2 separate regions of the Ovis aries genome follow, and region 1 is linked to region 2. Evidence: chromatin contacts called from public Hi-C data. All regions are on one chromosome and are shown on one strand. The core of a region is the stretch at or near the end of the contact, and the rest is flanking DNA. Distances in the headings are between cores, read along the strand shown.

The links. A called contact is a pair of places that touch in the nucleus more often than the background predicts.
Region 1: a contact with region 2 is called in a Hi-C map of hypothalamus, with 5 times the contacts expected there. The contact joins the promoter of PHYHIPL here to the enhancer-like site in region 2. A contact is called at or near these places in 2 of 16 Hi-C or Micro-C datasets (hypothalamus and skin fibroblasts).

Annotation. Positions count from the first base shown.
Region 1 is chr25:14,113,954-14,120,034 of ARS-UI_Ramb_v3.0, reverse strand. It overlaps PHYHIPL (phytanoyl-CoA 2-hydroxylase interacting protein like), which reads right to left and starts at 4,695. Exons shown (of 5, transcript XM_004021385.6): 1 at 4,327-4,695. The coding sequence starts at 4,432. It overlaps LOC132658624 (a long non-coding RNA gene), which reads left to right and starts at 4,860. Exons shown (of 3, transcript XR_009598489.1): 1 at 4,860-5,049.
Region 2 is chr25:13,846,449-13,852,891 of ARS-UI_Ramb_v3.0, reverse strand. All of the region lies in intron 2 of LOC132658624 (a long non-coding RNA gene), which reads left to right. Among named protein-coding and RNA genes, the nearest start is that of PHYHIPL, 270 kb to the left of the region's middle. Within about 2 kb of position 5,026, at least 10 of the 54 cell types and tissues checked have an H3K27ac peak or open chromatin away from gene starts, as enhancers often do. A contact at or near this core is called in hypothalamus, where this site is marked.

The DNA.
Region 1 (6,081 bases), core at 3,446-5,945, 270 kb before region 2:
ATGAACCCAGAGGTCACATGTGCTAGTACAGATCTATACTCTAAAAAAAATAAAGGAAACAATTGTTGAATCAAGAACATAGACGATCTCTGATGCAAATACCTACTCAAAGCAGGTATCAAGGTCACAATGCACATGAAACACAGTAAACAGCAGGTTTCAAATAGAAGCTGAAAATAGATTTTAGGATTAAGGTTGAGAAGGATATAACTGATGTGATAGAAAAACATAAGCAAAGATTAGAGTACTATAACTGTGATTTTACTGTTCATTTAAAATTCAGAATTTAGTTTCCATTGACTACTTATGAAACTGAAGTGACATAAGATTTTCTACATAAAACACAACTGAAATTTTTAAAAAAGATCTAAACCAAATATTGGCCAAATAATGAAGAATTATAAAGCAGTAGTTCATCTCAAGAAGGTATATGGAGAATAATATCCCATTTAAAATAACTACTATTCTCTATTTTGTGTCAAGAACTGCTTTATAATACTTAATTATCTCAACAACCCTACCGGACTGACATTTTATACCCATATTACATGAGAAAGCTTGAGGCTAAGAAGTGGTTAAGTAACTTCCCTAAGATCATGTATCTATCAAGAGTCAACATTTCATGAGAGGTCTGAATGTAAAATGGTATTACCACCATGCTACACGCATGTCAGTGAGACTCAGTAATGCCTACCTTAAATTCTTGTACTATTTGAGGTAATAGTTAAGAGTATTCGTCCTAGACATCTGCTTTAAAACATACCATTAAGAATGATCTAATACAGCACTGTGTTACTAAACACTCCTGTATTACCTTTTGTTTTCAAACAAAATTTGTTTAATTCACATGCCAGTGAAGAAGACAGTCTCAGCTGATTTATAATTTAAGTAAATAAGGTAAAGTCCAAATTGAATGGAGTTTATCTTTCAAAATATGTGGAGGGAGCTTGGATGCATGTAAAGCAACATAAAGATGAATCTTTCCTCCACAGCAAGGAAAGAAAGCTTCCATATGTATGATGGAAAAAAAAAAAAAGAGTGAAGAGAAGCAGTGTAGAATTCTATGTGTGGGGTCAGAGCTGTTTTGAAATGTCACAGGTCAGAGAGGGTCTGAAGTATCTATAAGAAGAAACAAACTGAAAATAAGTTTCCATATTACTAATGCTTCCAGATAAGAAATTATTTTGATTTTTTTGAAAACTCACCACTAAAGTGTATCATATACGTCACTTAAAGCCACTTCAACATACAAGAGAAGAAGAACAGGAACAGTCTTTTTCTTACAACAGACAAATCTGTTGTAAGAAAACAGCACATCTTCAGAGGTTTTCTAATAGAAGTCTGTCCAGAATCCTCATTTTGAACTACAAGTGAAATCTAGGCAGGGCCTTGTATTAGCGACCAGAGCACACATGCCTAGGATAAAACTATACATGAGATAATGTGTGTATGAAAACCCTCTTGCTTAATTAAAATATCTAATTATATGACCACTTGGATTCTATTACAACTTCTTCAGAAACTATTAAGCCTTTTGAGGGATGATGAGAAAAAGAAGCATTGTAAATTGTTACTAATAATGTAAACAGATAAGAAAAAAGGCAAATGACAAGGAAAAAAAACATAAAAGAGGATAAGACAAAGACAATAAGACATACAGTTATGTTTGCCAGCAGCTATAGCTCTCAGTTGATGTAATATGCAAAACATTATAAAATTAAAAACATCTGTAAGTGGAGAGGGTAAAAGGAGATGTTTATTAAACAATCATATGGTATCTTCTCTTATTCTACTTCATTCCACTTCTAAGGAATTAATGTTGCACTAATTTTTCTCATCATCAGATTCATATTAAAGTAGGAAAAGTAAAGAGCAAACAAGACACATTTATTTCTACAATCATACAATTATGAAAATATAACTCATTATGTACTTAAATGCAAAACAGACCTGCCACACATTTTTGTGTTATATATTTCCAGAAGTAAAACAATGAGACTGGAGAGGGAGTGAAAAGAAGGAAGTGAAGGAAGCAAATTCGTCTAGCTGAAAATTTCTCAATATAAAAGTATGACTAGATCTGGTTGAAAAACTTAATGTAACATTTTTAAATTGTTCTGTAAAAGTAACTATATCATCTCCTCTAAAGTATTCCTATGATGCCAACTTAACATTTTTGGAATTGACATACAGAGTTTCACAAAATGTAAAGTTAGGCATTTAACAAAATCTTTACATGAGCTATTTTCACATTTTACACATCTTTTAATAAAGAGTTAGCCTTTTGTAGTTGAAGACATAAGCTATTTTATAAAATGAAACTATTTAATTAACGTGTCGAATCTATTAGAAGTCTGTAAATAAGTAGTAATTTTCAAACTGCCTAGTGCCAGTACATCCCCAATTAAATGTTACATAATTCATTCATTTTGCGGGATTAGTAATGTGATCATAGAAACTAAAAAACATTACCAAAATGAAATAACTCTACTCCAGGAGAAGAGACGATAAATGCAGGATATTAATTTTTGTACATTATTAACTCTGTAAAGGTCATTAAAAAAAACTTTATTTTTCTTAGCATCTTAGAAACATCTGGTAAGTGCAATTTTAAGTACTAACTACTGGCTTTTGAGGAGCAACCATGAATTGCCTATTTCCAATAACTATAGTGACGAGCTTTTGATAAATTGTTGAAGCAGATGAAAATAAAATCTACCTTTATTATTGCTTTCTGGCAAACCAGCATAGGAAAATAAAAATATTTACAATGGTAACATTATAAAGTCATTTCACAAAAGTATAAACAAACCCATAGGACTTTCTATGAGGTATGTTAAAAATAATCTGTACAGTCCAATAGTGCAACTTCCTATATGGAATACAAAAACAATGAATTGTTAATGTCAAAAGTATGTGCACTTATTACTATGGTGACCAAAACAGTCTAGGGATGAAGAAAATAAAAGCAGCTTTTGCAAGAATATTTATTATCTATACTACACCTTTTTCAAAATTATTTAAAGTGCCTTCGGCTTCAAAGAGCAATTAATCCAAGAGTGGTTGTCCTAAATTTATTAATAAACGGAAATTCGGTGTTCAGTTGACCTAAACTGTACTATGCAGCAACGCCTAACCAAGTTATTACCATTTAAATGACTGGAAACAAGACCTCTGCTCTCTACTTGGATTATATACTGATCAATTTTACGACCTATTGTAAGTACATTAGTATATCTACATAACCGTGACTAAAAACCATTTTTAAATAATCGCTATACAGAGTTAAACACTAATTTCATTTACAATCAAAACTGTTCAGGGTCATCTTGACAACACATAAATTATTTTTCCTTTGTCACTTGTATAATTTTTTTTACAATTATTACATCAATCAGTGCTAATCAGATGACTTCTTTACAAATGAAGTTTTATTTCACATTACTGAAACAGCACTGACTCTCCAACTACTCCAACTAATAATACAGAAGCGCTCTAACTACCCATACTGCACATTGTACTAGTTTACCTTTAACGCTCAGATCTGTTTAATCAATTTCCTTTTTAAGGAGACTGTCAACTTTAACAATAGAATAAGCGATATGATATCAAGACACAACGGTAAGTACTCGCCACATACTCTGAATCACGGCAGATATATGAGGCCACTTCCATTACACATTTGTGACAGTTTCTGTCTGAATCACAGTTTCAAACCACGAAGCTTGTGGCTGTCCTTGGTGCTGAAACGCACTCTTCTGTCCCTCTACTGAAAAATAACTGTCACTTCAAATTCCATTTTGAAAGGATAAAAAGACTTCAAAATGTAGGAAGTCTGAAGATGGGAGGCTCAAAAAGGAACTAGTAAGTTTCCGGGCAGAGACCGCTAATGAGTGTGTGCTGGGGGCAGGGGGCAACGCTGGAAACATCCCGAGGGCTTTCTCCGGGAGACCCAGGAAAGTGGGACTGCGGCGAAGATCGGAAACACCGGGTCCGGAGCAGGAGACGCCGGCGGGAACGCCGCCCTCGCGGGGCAACCCCTCGGCGGGAGCCAGGCGGGCGACGACGGTGAGGGGCTCCGCGGCCGGGGACCACGGCGACTTCCCCAGCCAACCCGCGAGCCCCGGGGTCCTTTTGTTTCTGGGGTCTGAGGGGAGAGTGGGTGGGCGAAGGGGAGCCCCCATCAGCGCTCAACTGAACAAGCGGGACAACAAAAGACCCTACCGCCCGGGCCAGCAGGGTCGGCGGGAGCTCCAGTGGCCGCGGGGTCTGGCAGCGGGCTTTACCCCCACCCCCGCCAACCCTCACCGTCCCGGCCGCTCTTACCATCTCGGTCGCACAGCTGAATGGCCTCCAGGCTGAGGTTTTTGATCACCTCCTCACAGGGGCTGGTGGGGCTGTTGAGGGCATGATCCAGGCGCGGCACCTCCATTTTTCCAACCCCCTTCTCACGTCCGCCCGCTTCGTATCCAGGCTCTCTCCGAGGACCGTGTGGGAGAGAAGGGCGGGAAAGGAAAGGGGAGTGGCGGAGGAGAGGGAGGTGGCCTGGGACGCGGCGCTGAGGGGCCGATGCTGAACCGCCGGGCTGGAGAGCCGCTGCCGAGGCGACGGCAGTGGCTGGAGCTCCGCGGAGCGTGCGGCTCTGAGAGACCGAGACAGACCCGGCGCGAGGGCAGGAGGCGGCGCGCGCCCGGCGGGGAGGAGACGCGGCGCGCGGGGAACGTGAGGGAGAAGGCACGGGGCGCGCACGCGCGCGAGAGGACGCTCCCACCTGCTGGCGCGCCGCGCTCTCCTCTGTCCCTTCCCCGCCCCCACCCCACGCCCGGTCCTCCCGCGCGCACGCGCCCCCGGCTGCCCTCGCGTCTCGGCGCCCGCAGCCCCGCGCGTGAGTCGCCGGACGGTGGAGCGCACGGGAACGGCAGGCGTCAAGGGGGGTCGGGGAGGCGCTTGCTTTCTCCCTTCTCTCCTAGTGAGGGCGGTTCGGCGTTCTTTTCCCTCCTCACGGTGTCAGTCGGAACCAGGTTAGCACTGCGGCGTCTGCACGAGGAGGTGAGAGTGAGCAGTTTTGTTTATCAACGATTGAAGAAATGAGGGTCCAAACCCTTTTATATCGGGCGTTGGAACTACCTTCGCCGCGTCAAGGCCCCCGGCTACTCGCCTCCCAAAACCTACGTGTTCCGCCTGCCATTCCTCAGAAACAGCTACGTCTGTCCGAGAAATGAGCATATCAACTGAGGAATGGCGCGGTTTAGGGACAGGATTTTGGTCATCCTAAAGGAGGGACAAACAAGGGAATTAAGACCTACCAGAAAAGTAAGGGAATGAAGAGATGCTTGCCAGCCTGCTGGAACGGCAGCAAGCGTGGTTCAGGGACACCAGCCCCTGATTGCTCAGGCTTTGCAGAATAGCGTCGTTCGTTCATCTGTTTATTCACCCACCGAATAACTAATAAGTGCTAACTCTGTGCCAGGCTTTGTTCTGGGCGCCAGTGAAGGGTGAAAAGACAGTACCTGCCCTCAAGGATATGGAAGAAACCTTTTCCTTGTGGAAAATGGCCTTTCTTAAGTCACCCTAAACTTGTCTGCTTATTGTTTTAAACGTCACTTAAGATTTAGCAATAACTCAGTGAAGGTGCAAATAATTTTTTAAAAAGAAAATAGGTGTAGGTCACTGCTGATTGATCTCTGTTGCCATTTGCTTCTTTGGAATAGTTTTCGGGTTTGCTGCTATCTCGGTATCAAAAATAGTGCCCACTCCCCTTTAGAGTATAGATTCTGAAAAGAATTTAAAGTCTCTTCGTGTTTTTTCCAATTTCAAACCTAAATGTTAACCAGTAGAGTAACAGTTCACACAAAGATTCCTGTATGCTCTCGGTTCTAGTCACATCCATTTAGCCATGACATGACTAAATCTAGTTAATTGAAGCCTCATAAAACAGATGAACCAGCTTAAGGTAAAATAAGCCGGTGAAAAAATTTGGCACAACTGCAAGTTGTTAGAAATTTGTGGAAGATAATTGGGTATCATAAAGTGAAATGTCCTCATTATGAACCTAGATATTAATGAAGATGGGTCTCTTTC
Region 2 (6,443 bases), core at 3,777-6,276:
CAGTGTTCTTGCCTGGAGAATCCCAGGGGTAGGGAAGCCTGGTGGGCTGCTGTCTACGGGGTCGCACAGAGTCGAACACAACTGAAGCAGCTTAGCAGCAGCAGCAGCAGCAGCAGGAGGCATTTGCCTTGGGATTCTGTGATTCCAGGGAGGAGAATTATGGCTGTCTGCTGTGCCTCTCCTGGTAGATTAGAAGCAATTTTACATCTTCCAACAGAATTATACCAACGAAAATGAATTTGCTAGGGATACTCCCTGAAACCTGCTGGTAGCCGTGTCTGAGGGATGGCAAAAGTCTCTCTCCCTCTATCTTACTGCTAAAAAATGATGTTTATGATCCCTAGCAATGGACACACCCCCATCTCTGTTCCCTGGCAGAAATGGAGATGTTCCTGTTGAGAGAACCATCAGGGAGATGACCCCATCAGACAAGGGAGAAAACCTCAGAGAGCAGAATGTGAGAGGAATAGGAATCATGCTCTTTTCATCATGTTGCAAGATAAGAGGGAAGAAACTACTGCACATAGGGCAGATAATCTATCTGACAACTACCCACCCCCCCACCTTCCCCAATTTTTATTATTGCTAGACTCAGCCTCCTCACAGGAAGGCACTTGTTACTATGCTGTCTGTAGCTTTGCTAGAGAGAGAAATCATAGAAGTCTGGGCCCTGCCCTCTAAGCGTCAGTCTTGAAACAGAGTTCAGGCATCAAGGTGACCTTGATGGTTCTTTCTCTTGTCCTCATTCCTTATGCCACAGAGAAAACTACCTGAAAAGAATGACACAGTAAAGTGCATTTTAACTGTCTATTCTTATGTAATACACTCAACTAATATTTATTGGGTACTAACTAGGGGCAACCGCTGAGCTGCTAGGTCATGGGGATCCCAAGGGCCCAACAATGCACTTTTCTCTCCGTGGCATGAGGCCAGTAAACAGACAACTAAATAGTATGTATAAAGTGTGCTATAGCAGAGGGACGCACAGATGATCTGAAACAACAAAAGAGGCTGGAGAGAAATCAACTTAATCTTGGGGTCTCAGAAATATTTCCTAGAGGAGCAGTTTTCAAAGATGAGTGTGCATAGGAGCACTTGGAAGGCTTCTGGCCCTCCAACACCGACTGCTGGCCCTCACCCCAGAGTTTCTGCTTCAGTCAGTCTAGGACAGAACCTGAGAATTTGCATTTCTAATAGTCTTTCAAGCAATACCGATGCTGTTGGTCTGGAGACCACACTTTGAGAACCACAGTCCTACAGGAACCAAAGTCTCAACCTGTGCTACTCAAAGGATGGTCTGCAGACCAGCAGCTTCCCAACGTGGGCTTCACTTGGAAACCTGTAAGCAATGTGGAAGTTCAGGTCTCACCACAGGCATACTGAGTCAGAGTCTCCCTCAAGACCCTGGGTGAGGGACTTCCTTGGTGGCAGGAGACATGGGTTCCATCCCTGGACTGAGAGGATCAACATGTTGCAGAGGAACTAAGCCCACGGTGCTGGTTTAGTCACTAAGTCATGTCTGACTCTTGTGACCCCATGAACTTTAGCCCGCCGGGCTCCTCTGTCCATGCCCTACAACTATGGAGCCTGTGCTCTGGAGCCTAGGAACCACGACTGCTGAAGCCCACGCACCCTAGAGCCCATGCTCCGCAACAACAGAAGCCACCGCAATGAGAAGTTCGAGCACTGCAGCTAGAAAGTAGACCCCACTCGCCAAAATTCAAGAAAAGCCCGCACAGCAGCGAAGACCCAGCAGAGCCAAAAGAGAGAATTTAAAAACCATAACACAGAGGCAATATTGTAACAAATTCAAGGAAGACTTTAAAAATGGTCCTTATCGGGGAAAATAAAGACTCCGGGTGATACCTGTGCATATTAAAGTATGGAAACCACTAGTTCTCCAACTTGACTACACACTGGAATCACCTGGGCAGTTTAAAACACTGTTGATGCCTGGCTTCCACCCCTGGCAAGTCTGGTTTAATTGGTATAGGGCGCAAAAAGCTCCCCCAGGTGATTCTAATATGCAGCAAAATTTGAGAACCACTGGCCATTTACCTCAGGTAAATTCAGCCTGAGTAGGAGTTTGCCCCACAAAGAAGGACAGGAAGCGTGTTACAGAAAGCAAAATATGCAAAGGTCAGTGGCAGAAAGAGCAAAGTGGGTTGAGTGAATGAAAAGGGGTTTGGTGAGCTCAGAGTGCAGTGTTAGAAGCAGAGGAGAAGTGATGAGTTTTGAGCCATCTGGGAGATGGTGAGGGATGGAGAGGCCTGGCACGTTGCAGTCCATAGAGTCACAAAGAGTCGGACATGACTTAGTGACTGAGCAGCAACAACAATGAGTTTTGAGGCTAGAGGTTTCCTGTGGTTCAATTGCTAAGTCGTGTCTGACTCTGTATGATCCCATGGACTACGGCACACCAAGCCTCCCTGTCTCTCACTATCTCCTGGAGTTTGTCCAAGTTCATGTCCATTGAACTGGTGATGCCATCCAACCATCTCATCCTCTGCCACCCCTTCTTCCTTTTGCCTTCAGTCTTTCCCAGTATCAGGGTCTCTTCCAGTGAGTTGGCTCTTCACACCAGGTGGCCAAAGTATTGGAGCTTCAGCTTCAGGATCAGTCCTTTCAATGAATATTCAGCGTTGATTTCCTTTAGGGCTGACTGGTTTGATCTCCATGCTGTCCAAGGGACTCTCGAGAGTCTTCTCCAGCACCACAATTCGAAAGCATCAGTTCTTCAGTGCTCAGCCTTCTTTATGGTCCAACTCTCACGTCCGTACGTGACTATTAGAAAAACCATAACTTTGACTAGATGGACCTTTGTTGGCAAAGCTGTATCTCTGCTTTTTCATGCTGTCTAGGTTTGTCATAGCTTTCCTTCCAAGAAGCAAGTGTCTCCTAATTCCATGGCTGCAGTCACCATCTGCAGTGATTTTGGAGCCCAAGAAAGTAAAATTTGTCACTGCTTACACTTTCTCCCCTTCTATTTGCCATGAAGTGATGGGACCGGATGCCATGATCTTAGTATTTTTAATGTTGAGTTTTAATCCAGCTTTTTCCCTCTCCCCTTTCTCGCTCATCAAGAGGCTCTTTAGTTCCTCTTTGCTTTCTACCATTAGAGTAGTATCATCTGCACATCCAAGGCTGTTGGTATTTCTCCTGGCAATCTTGATTCCAGTTTGTAACTCATCCAGCCTGGCATTTTGCATGATGTACTCTGCACAAAAGTTAAATAAACAGAGTAACAATATCCAACTCCTTTCCCAGTTTTGAACCAGTCAGTTGTTCCATGTAAGGTTCTATTGCTTCTTGACCCACATGTAGGTTTCTCAGGAGAGAGGTAAGGTGGTCTTGTATTCCCATCACCTTAAGAATTTTCCATAGTTTGTTATAATCCACACAGTCAAAGGCTTTAGTGCAGTCAGTGAAGCAGAAGTAGATGTTTTCCTGGAATTCCCTTGCTTTTTCTATGATCCAAAGAATGTTGGCAATTTGATCTCTGGTTCCTCTGTCTTTTCAAAATCTAGCTTGTACATCTGGAAGTTCTTGATTCAAGTACTGCTGAAGCCTAGCTTGAAGGATTTTGAGCATAACCTTACTAGCATGGGAAGTGAGCACAGTTGTCTAGTACTTTGATCATTCTTTAGCACCTTTAACCCTTCTTTGGAACTGGGGTGAAACTGAGTTAGGGTGAATGGAAAGGGGTTTGGTGAGCTCAGAGTAGAGTGTTAGAAATAGAGGAGAAGTGATGAGTTTTGAGGCTAGAGGTTTACAGAGGCCAGTGGTTAAAAAAAACAAAAACAAAAAACAGAACCTGTTCAAGGACTTTGGGTTTGAGGGCTGGACACACTCAGATTTGCATTTTTAAAGTGGTCAGTCTGTTGGCTTTATTGGAACAATATGCCTGGTGTTGGATTGGGATTTCTTTGACTATATAGAGAAACTTGTATTATTGCTCTTACTGAAAATTATCCCTTTCAAAAAATTCTCCTCTTTAAATTAAAAGGGGGCAAAAGGATGGGAATGGAGGACAAGAAAAATTGGACTAAAGGGGAGCAGAATATATTACCCCAAAATACACTAGTTTGGCATGAGAACTATTTTGAAAGGAAGCAATTAAGAAGAAGCAGATACAGGGACTTCCCTGGCAGTCCAGTGGTTAAGACCTCGCCTTCCAACCCAGGGAGTGAGGGTTCAGTCCCTGGTTGGGGAGCTAAGATCTCACATGCCTTGCAGTCAAAACATAGAAAAACAGAAGCAATATTGTAACAGGTTCAATAAGGACTTTAAAAGTGGTTCACATAAAAAAAAAAAAATTGGACAAAAAAGAAGCAGATACAAGAAAAGCTCTCTGCCCTCCCCCATTTGCCTAAAAACAGGATATAAATTTGTACGAGTGCCGTCCCCTTCCCTTACGTCCAGGAAAGACAGAAGTTAATCAACACAGACAGCTCAAGACTATTATCAGCCCAGAGATAGCACCATAGGAATCCATATAACAGACCTTACTAGAACCAGCACTTATCTCCCATTAAGTTCCCCATATGTTTGCTTCTCAAAATCTGCCACGAGTTACTCCTTTCTGAGTATTCCATGAGTATGTGTGAGGCATGTGTTTGTTTTCCTCTTGTTAATCTGTCTTTTGTCAGTCTTATCAACAGGGCTCCAGCCAGAAAAGCTAAAATGGGTAGAAGAAAAAGATTTCTTTTCCCTCCCCTAGAGTCCCAGCCAATGTATAATACTACTTAGGCACTTTGGCTTAAATCATTTTGTTTAACCAACATCTACTGAGCACTGTGTACCAAGCCCCATACTGGTGCTGTGGGGCATAAGCCGGATCCCCACTGCTCTCTCTTGCAGAGCTGCAAGGTGGGGAACTCAGACAAGCAAGTGATTTTTCCAAAGAGCATTAGTTTGAGTCTGGTTGAAGATTTGACAGTGCTGTTAAATGGGAGGATTCTGTGCCATCCAACTCCACTTAAGCCCTCAGCTAAACCATCCAATGGCACCATTCATCCTGCAGCTGCAGGATTCCTGAGGTCATGCCAGTGGATGCCAGGAATGCAAACGAGGGTTCAGTCTTAGCTTCTGACACCCTGTGAGCTTTGAGGAAGAACAAGCAAGCATTTGTTCGGGAAAGGCCCACAAAGACACCACAGGAGAGGAGATTGAATGCCCCAGGGATTCCAGGCCAAATGCAAAAAGCTGCTGTAATCTCTGCCATCACAGCTAGCGTGACCTCACTTGCTCACTGGCTTTGGAGGCAGCTGATGGCCCCAGCAGCCGAAGCAAGTTCCCTCAACAGAGTGAGGATGGCAGCTCTTCAAGAAAGGAGTCGGTACTTTGTAATCCACAAGGTGAGGACTATTAGGTCAAGCCAGGTTAAGGAAACAAAGGGAAAGGGACGATAAAAGCATCTTTTGCTGGGGTCCCCATGCCAGTCCTCTTCACAGGTATCCAAGAGGTAAACAGTGAAGAAAGAATGCAGGTGGCAGGGTAGAATTCCTTTAAAAAGGCTGTAGAGAGAAGCAAAAATTCAAACTCTTTAAAGATCATTCTTTGTAGAACTCAATTCCCCCAGGAATTCAGATAGTTCATTTGCTCCTAAAATTTGATTCTGCTACCATTGTTAGTGATACAGTTGTTTAAGTAACTCAGAGATCATGTTCAGGTATCACTTAACCAACTGTCCATTACACTCTGGGTATTAGCACTTTTATATATTGTAGTGTGACCTAGACCATGCATATGAAACAGGAATACTCAGCCTCAGCACTACTGACATTTTGAACTATATGATTTTTTGATGTAGGAGACTGTCCTGTGCATCATAGTATGTTCAGTGCCATCCTGGTCTGCTGGGAGCCAGCGTGAGGAATTCCACCCGTGACAAGGTCATGCGGCAGAGCTCTGATGGCAAGGTTAATCAGACCTCAGGTTGTCCCCCCTAGAATTTCCTGAGCATCCACCCCCAAAAAATAAAAATCTGCCTGCTTTTCCACTCTTCTAATATTCTCTGAAAAAAGTCAACTCAGTGCTTTAGTCTTCTGCATTTGAAAGGGATGTTTCAGTTAAACCCCCTCTGATAGCTCTCTAGCTTGCCTAACAGGTTCCCTGGACCTCTTACAGCTTGTGAATTGCTTACAGCCCCCCAACTGCGAGAGGCACAAAGCTTAAAAGCATCTTAAAGATACAGAGCCTTTTCTAAAGAGTTAAAAATTATATTGGTAGAGGGTTTTCACTGTTGACTCAATGACTGCTGCCAGGCCTCCATATTCTTTATCTTTTAGGCACCTGGGAGGATGTTAATCAATGTAAACGGGATATGGAAAAAGATATATAGTAGTTTTGATGTTAGCAACACTAGACTTTTGAGTTAATTACTTTTCTTTGCTATATATCACCGCACTCCTCTTGTGTCCTTGCTATGTAAGAATGTAACT